Regions from separate parts of the Sus scrofa genome. Here region 1 is linked to region 2. Evidence: chromatin contacts called from public HiChIP or PLAC-seq data. All regions are on one chromosome and are shown on one strand. Each heading gives the region's core, a stretch centred on a gene start, on an enhancer-like site or on the middle of the called end of the contact. The rest is flanking DNA. Distances are from core to core; before and after follow the strand shown.

The links. HiChIP or PLAC-seq counts read pairs in DNA pulled down with a chosen protein or histone mark.
Region 1: an H3K27ac HiChIP or PLAC-seq map of skeletal muscle shows a contact between it and region 2. The contact joins the enhancer-like site here to the promoter of IGFBP5 in region 2. A contact is called at or near these places in 7 of 47 Hi-C or Micro-C datasets (embryonic fibroblasts, heart right ventricle, psoas muscle and 2 more) and 1 of 2 datasets of contacts at active chromatin or transcription factors (skeletal muscle).

The regions. Positions count from the first base shown.
Region 1 is chr15:119,003,890-119,007,971 of Sscrofa11.1, reverse strand. No RefSeq gene overlaps it. Among named protein-coding and RNA genes, the nearest start is that of TNP1, 32 kb to the left of the region's middle. Within about 2 kb of position 2,106, at least 16 of the 83 cell types and tissues checked have an H3K27ac peak or open chromatin away from gene starts, as enhancers often do. A contact at or near this core is called in skeletal muscle and subcutaneous adipose tissue, where this site is marked.
Region 2 is chr15:118,875,516-118,879,101 of Sscrofa11.1, reverse strand. IGFBP5 (insulin-like growth factor binding protein 5) reads left to right here and starts at 1,315. Exons shown (of 4, transcript NM_214099.1): 1 at 1,315-1,648. The coding sequence starts at 1,315.

The DNA.
Region 1 (4,082 bases), core at 857-3,356, 130 kb before region 2:
AGGAAGCAGCAGCCACTAAGTGCTATGTTCGGCACTCTGCCAAAGAAACCTGGGAATTTGACGCAGCATCTGGCCCTGGGCTGTTGGAAAGCTTTGTGGTTTCTTTTGAGCTTGCTGCCTGGTTTATTTTAGGTGCTGGGTCTGCAGGCTAGTAGGCTGACCTTCCTTGGCTATTCCCCAGGGAACAGACTAACAGTCTCCTGCTGTCTCTGCAGCTACAAGGTACAATTTCCACGGCATTCAGGTAATAGGAGCTGACTGTCAGCAACGGCTGGGATCAGAATTAAACCTGGGGAGACAGCCTTCTGGGGAGAAAATATTCCTGGCATTGAAGATTTACAGGCAATCCTAGCACTGCTACACACAAGCTGTGTGACTTGGGGCTAGTTATTTCCTGTCTCTCAGCCTCAGTTTCCCCAAATATGGATCAGGGGTTGAACTAGGTAGAGGCAGCTTGGAGCAGTGGAAGGAATGAATCCTGTGGCCAGGCTTCATTGCTAACTTGCTTCGTGACCTTGGGCAAGTAAATGAACCTCACTGCAGGTCAATTTTCTCATCTATAAAATGAGTCTATCAGGACTTCTATCACAGGTTGATGTGCCAGTTTAAGGAAATGATACATGCCAAGTGCCTGACTTGAACTCCATTTGAGGTCCAAGACACAGACATATACACTCACACTGAACCAGCAGTCTGAGGAAGTGCGTGGCATATTCACTAGAGAGGGTGTGTTTGAAGGGAGTTAAGGAGAGGGAGACCTCACTCATGAAGGGCAGATGGGGAGGAAGGGAATGACTTCTGGAGGAAGCAGTTTGAGTTGGGATTTTGACAAACACCCAGAAATTGGATAAGCAACTGAAGGAAGAAATTCTGGAATAAAGAAGAAAATTCAGTAAGTCTGGATTGGGAAATTTATGTTTTAATGTCTATCCTCTTACTGCCTAGCTTAGTGGCCTTGCTGATTCTCTGCTTCTTTGTCTATAACATGGGGTTGTGGTGAGAATGCGTATGATGACATGGGAGAAAACACCTTTGTGGTGCCTGGAACATGGTAGGTGCTCAAGAGATGGATGGATGGATGAATGCGTGGATGGGTGGATGGGTGGATGGACAGATTTCAAATGAAGTAGAGAGAGAACCTCCAAGCACTTTTATAGGTAAGTGAGTGTATTCATAGCACTCAGCGATTTCCTGAGGATTCATGGAACCCCAAGCTGCTTCTGGGAGAAAAGGTGTTCCCTGGCCATTTAAATTTTGGAATGGCAGTGTGAGACATTCCTCTCTTGAGGATTTTCTATCAGTTTCAACACAATAATTCTGCAAAGTCTTTTCTAACTTTATTTACACCCAGTAGTTCCCAGACTTGGTTGACTTCTAAATCAATTTTCCACATTAAGCCTATTAACCTCCCACTGAATTTGCAGGGGTTTCTCTGGTGTGAAGTAAGGGGATGGTGGTGAGAAATTTGGAAAAAATTACTTGGGCTGTGCTTTGTGTTTCCACTGTAGCCAACTTTAGGAACAATCTGTGCAGGGGTATAAGGAGTGCAGCCCAAGGAGCAAGCACATGTTCTTGGAAGCAGAGAGACCTGTGCTTGAATGCAGTCCCTCCACTACTGAGTCATGGTGCCATGGGCCAGTTCCTTAATCTTCCTTTACCTCCAGTTCCTGATCTATAAATTCACAGCACTCACCTCCTAAGATCACTGTGAGAATCAAACAAGCTAACATACCTGTAGAGGTTAGTGTTGTGCCTGACACAGAGTAAGCACTCAGTAAACAGAAGATGCTTTTGTTATGATTATGCTACCATCCAAATATCCTCTATCAATTACTTTGCAACATCCAACATTACTCAGACATTGAGCCCTGTGAGTAGGGATCTAATTGCTTTTCCTCTTCTGTGGGGGTGGAGGGATCAGCCTAGAACCCCGTCGCAAGAAGTGAGGGAGGCCATTTCAAAGTGGCGGGGGCGGGGGGGTCTGTTCTGTTCTTTTTCTGAATACAGAGCAAAGGAAGGAGGTTTTTTCAGAAGTAGGGCTTGTGCTCCCCAACCGATCTGGGCTGACAGTATCAACCCTCACAGGCTGGCAGCTGGCCTCCAGGAGATGGAGAATCTGCTTAGTCATTTCTCAGCAGCGAGAGAAATCAGCTTGGAAAAGAAGCCAAATATACCCCTGAGAGGCCTGCCAAGTGCCTCCTAAAAAGAGGAAACAAGAGGCGGCACAGAACTCTGAGCACCAGGATCTGATCAGAGCCATGGGGCAGAGACAGCTGGTTTCCAGGGTCAGAGACCCACGCCCCGTTCAAGTGCCACCACCATGAGCTGACAGAGGCTGGCTTGAGTTCACCCCTGGCCATGAAATCCAAGTCCCTCGCTCCCCTCCCTTTGTTGAAGAATATTGGCCGTGGGCAGCAGGGGTCCTATAGTCAGTTTCTCTTCATTGGCTCATCCATTAATTCAATGAGCGTTTACTGAATACTTACTATACATGCCATTGGGAACACAGTTGTATAAAAGACAAAAAAATGTTCCTGCATTTATAGAGTTAACATTATAGTGGAGACAGGCAGAAAATACACAAGTAAGCAAGTAAAATAATTCCAGAGTGTTACATGCTTTGTGGAGAAACTATAAGAGAGATGAATGAACTAGGATCTGGAAAAGAATAGTGGTAGGCCCTCAGCCCCCTCAAACAAGAGACATTTGAGCCAAGACCCCAGTGGAGCAAGGGGAAGAGCCAGAGATAATGTGGAAGGAAAGGTCCCCAAGCAGAAGGCAGAGGGAGCACCATGACGCCGGGACAGAAACGAGCCCAGTGTGCTGACGAACAGCCAGAACGCCTGAAGCCAAGTTGGAAAGTAGACAAGAGAGCAGGAGAGGGTTAGAAACAAGGTCAGAAATCTCTGCAGAGGAAGGCAAGGAGTGTGACTTTATCACAAATGTGGTAAGAAGTCACTGGAAGATTTTTAACAGAGGAAAGGATGAAGAGCTCACCCTAACTGTTGTATGAAAACTGGATGACCAGAGGGCAAGAGTGGCATCTGAGAGAGTAGTTGGTCCATCTAGGTGAAAGGTGGCTAGTACTGAGGTGTCAGCAGGTAGAGGGGGAGCTTTGGGGTATATGTTGATGGTAGAGTAGTGACAGGGCCTGCTGGTCAGTGGGATGCAGGCTATGTCTGAAAGTGAGGTTGATTAAGGGGGACTTCCAGAATAGCTGCTTCTTACTGAGATGTGAAAGGCTGCAGGAGGATGTTTGGGAACAGAAGATACCATAATGCTTTGCATGGGCGTGGGAGGTTCAAGGTGTCTACTGGACTTCCAAGTGGAAGAGTTCAGTCTGCAATTGCATGTGTTTGGAGCCCATCTTTCAGCCCTGTGGTCATCAGCATCACCAGTGTTTAAATCCCCACATTTTGACAAGATTGAGCGTAGTCAGAAGCATGCGACTAGGGAGTGAGACTTCAGGAAAATGTATAATCCAATCCCTTTGTTTACAAGAGGGATACTGAGGTCCAGAAAGAAGAATTCACTCACTCCAGATCAAAGAGCAAGTCACTCGCAGAGCCAGAACCTACACCCATGTCCTCCTTTCCCGCCACAAAACATCCCCCACATTTGGGTTCTTTTTCCACTATTTACAAAATTGTTTCACATTGATTTCTTAAAATTATTGACATACACCCTAAAAACCTCTCTTGTTCCACTATGGGGGATGTTTTATTTTCTTATCTAACTTAATTTTCTCTACCTTCAGTTTAAGCTCATTCTCTGTTGTAATGATTGCCATATTTTTTTAATAGGCATGATATTGTTAAACCTGATGCCTCAGACAATTATGTCAAGTAATCAGGTTAAGTATTTTGGTTGCTATTTACAGATGAGGAAACTGAAGCATAGACTCTAGTAAATTCTATGCAGTCCTGTACCTGAGTCAAGACGCAACCAACACTAGAACCTTAACTGTCTTGAGTCTTAGCTTAGAGCTCTTTCTTGTGGTCTAGGAAATCTTTGTAAGCCCAGGTCCTGCCATTCTTCATCAGCTGAAGACTCTCCAAGCTCTTCATAAACAGGAACATAAT
Region 2 (3,586 bases), core at 66-2,565:
TCTCCCCACCCCAACACACACACACACACTCACACACCCCTTATTCAGTCACTCATACACCAGCAGACAGCCATTTCCCAAAATTAGGGGAGAATTTCTTGGGCAGTGTATATATGTCCAGTTGGCTAATAAGAAAATACTCCTTCCAGCCTGGGCCTTGACTAGTTATGGGGTGGGAGGGAAGGGGGGACAAGTTAGTCCTTATTGTATCCACTGCTGGGAAGAACATTCAAACTCTCCCCCACCCCCACCCCACCCCCCTCTTGGCTGCCCCAGCCTTGTCTCTCTGGCCCCTTCTTTTCCATTTCAGGGAGGGCAGGGTGCTGTTCAGGCAGTGAAGGGGAGCCCCCGTGTGTCTAGAAGGTCTCTCCCCACCCCCACCCCGTGTGAGTTTGTACTCCTTGGCATCTTTGCCTGGGTTGGGTGTTGGGGAGCTCAAATTGCAGCTACAAACTGGCTGGCAGCCAGGGGCCGTCTATTTAAAAGCGCCTGCTCAACCCGAGCCTTTAGTCTCTTTGGAAACTTCTGCCGGGGAAAAAAGAGCTAGGAAAGAGCTGCAAAGCGGTGTGGGTTTTTTCCTTTTTTTTTTTTTTTTTTTTTTTTTTTTTTTTTCCTTTTCCTCCTTTTCATTACCCCCTCCTCGGTTTGCACCCTTCTTCGAGCTTCACGTAGAACCTGCGAATTTCGAAGAGGTGCTGGCAGAGTGGGAGGAAAGAGGTGTTAGGGGTTTGGATTTGGTCTTTTTTTTTTTTTTTTTTTTTTTAATTTCTTGATTTCAACATTTTCCCCCCACCGTCGCGGCTGCAGCCGCCGCCTCATACCTGTTCCGCGGCAGCCGTGCGCCGCTGGCGGCTGAGGGTTAGAAAGGAGAAGGGTGTAGTTTGAGATTTTAAACAAAAATTTCGAAGAAAAATCTATTTTTATCCCTCCCCCCTCCACTGCCTCCGAGCTCATTATTCTGGTTGTTGTTTGAGGGGGGGGACAATTTTTTGCTCCCTCCCAGCCCCTGCAATTCTGACCAGGCCAGGCTTGGGGGTTTGTTTCTCTGACCTCCAATTCCTCTGCGTGCACCTGGCGCTGCTCTTTTTCCCCCTACCTGTTGCAAGTCTGTAATCTTTGCAATTGGGACTTGCTTGCAGGCACTCCAGCCCTCCATCGCTCCCTGCATTTTGCAATTGTCTGGGGGAGGGCACCTGCTCTACCTGCCAGAAATTTTAAAAAGAAAAGAATTTCTCCGCGCGCCTTCCTGGCCCCTTTCTCCTTGCACTCTCGATCTCCTGCCCCGCCCCAGGTAAAGGGGGAGACTCGGAGAAGATGGTGCTCACCGCGGTCCTCCTGCTGCTGGCCGCCTGTGCCGGACCGGCCCAGGGCCTGGGCTCCTTCGTGCACTGCGAGCCCTGCGACGAGAAAGCCCTCTCCATGTGCCCCCCCAGCCCCCTTGGCTGTGAGCTGGTCAAGGAGCCTGGCTGCGGCTGCTGCATGACCTGCGCCCTGGCGGAGGGGCAGTCGTGCGGCGTCTACACTGAGCGCTGCGCCCAGGGGCTGCGCTGCCTCCCCCGGCAGGACGAGGAGAAGCCGCTGCACGCCCTGCTGCACGGCCGCGGGGTTTGCCTCAACGAAAAGAGCTACCGCGAGCAAGCCAAGATCGGTGAGCGCTCTCAGTGTGCCAGGCAGTTACACGGCGCACGGGCGGGGGACTTGGGACAGGCTGGCCCCGCGCGCTCTGCCCAGCAAGTGGCTTAGAGCCGGGGTGCAGCCCGGGAGGAGGGCGGGGAGGGTCCTTGCACCTTGGAATTCGAGCCCTGACAGATCCTGCTACCCCGGGCTGCGGTTAGCCGAGCTTCTGCAGGTTTTCGCTCCTTCTCTTCGCCCCTGCCCCCACCTCTCTCCCCTCGACTGAATACCGACTCTGAGCTCTTACTTGGTCTCTAGGTCCAAACCCCCAGGTACTCAATCTCCATTCCGAAAGTGTGCACCTTACGTTATCATCTCCTTCTACCACCCCACCCCCTATCCACTCAATACGGTTTTTTTTTGGGGGGGGGTCCTAAACTTGAAAAAAAAATTTCCTTTGTTAAAATATTGTTTTAACTGAGGACCGGGAGAGAGAGACGCTACCGGTCTTCTGTGCTAATTCCACCTTTGTCCCTCCCAACCCCCTACCCGCCCCCGCCAGTCTTTCTTTGACGTTTCTATTCTCCAACCCCGCCACACCACACAAACACACGTACACGCACACTCACATGCACACATACACGCACGCACGCATTCTAGGTAGCTAATGCCTTTTGGGTGGGGACTTCGATGCCCCTCCCACGTGCACTCTCGTCGATTTAGACTTGACTGATTGTGGTAGATTGTAAAACATGTGAATATGCAAAATACTTTTTTTTTCCCTCCCCGGTGGGGAAAGATTACTTTAGACCAGCGCGGCTGGGAGGTAAGGGGTTGGGGGAGGGGAGTAAGAGAAAGGGACTGGCAGGAAGTGTTCGGTGTTCCTGGGCTGAGTTTTTGTCCTTGAGTCTTAATTCCTTTTCCTCTGTCCCAATTCAGATTTTACCTAGGAAGAAAGATGGAAATAGGGTTGGGAGGCCAGAAGACATGTGAAATTCAGACATCACAGCTTCTCCGCCAGCGCTAATCCCCCACTCTCTTTCCTCACCACTCAGTAGCAAACCTGATCACAAGTGGGTGTGGTGTAAATGCGAGAGGGGCCCTGGAAACGCAGAATGCATAATCAAGGGGGCGGAGACGAAAAGCCCCGCACCCGCACCCGGAGCCTCCCCTCCGCCTCCCAGTAGCCCCGCCCCTGGTCTGCCCCGCCCACAAATTCTCAATGCCTGAAGTCTAGGGTTTAAAAGGTTGACAGAGCTCCTTGTTCAATCAGAACAGATCTGCGCCCCTTAGACTGGGTTTCCTTTGGGAAGTTACCTGGTCTTAAATGTTAAAAAGAAAAAAAAAAGTTTAATGAACTGTACATGAAAGTCTGAGTTCCAAGGCGTCAACCTATTGATCCTCTCCCAAAAGGGTGAAGACTTGTCTAAATAATGTTCATTCTGTAATTTCTTACGGGAACAATGCTTTTCTTGCCTCCTATTCCCTTCCGTTATGAGCACCCAACACGAGTTTTAACTGCAATCTACAGACACTATCATGTAGGAAAGGTGCTTGAGAAGAGGCAGGAGAGCTTTCTTGGGTTCAACCTGAAGAACCACCAACCCCCAACCCTGCAGAGTTTGCCTGTCCACCCCTCCAGCTTTGCAAGAGGTAGTCTTTCTCCCGAGTGCAGCCGGCAAAAAGGCAGAGAAGACAATGTGGAGGCCCCAGAGGCCGGTTTGTGAAGTTATTTTTATTAAGAGCCAATTTTCAAAGGCGATCCCGCCCTCCTTCATCTTGTGGGATGTGGATTTGGGAAAGCTTAGCACCGGGGGAAAAGGTATGAATCCATTTCCTGCCTTGGAAGCAAGCGCTCTGGGTAACAATCCGGTCACATCGAAAGTATGCAAGGTATCGCTCAGCCACATTCTGGCCCCACTTTTATTTGCCCAGCTGTGTGGTTGGTGTGATGTGGTTGGTGTGGAGGGTG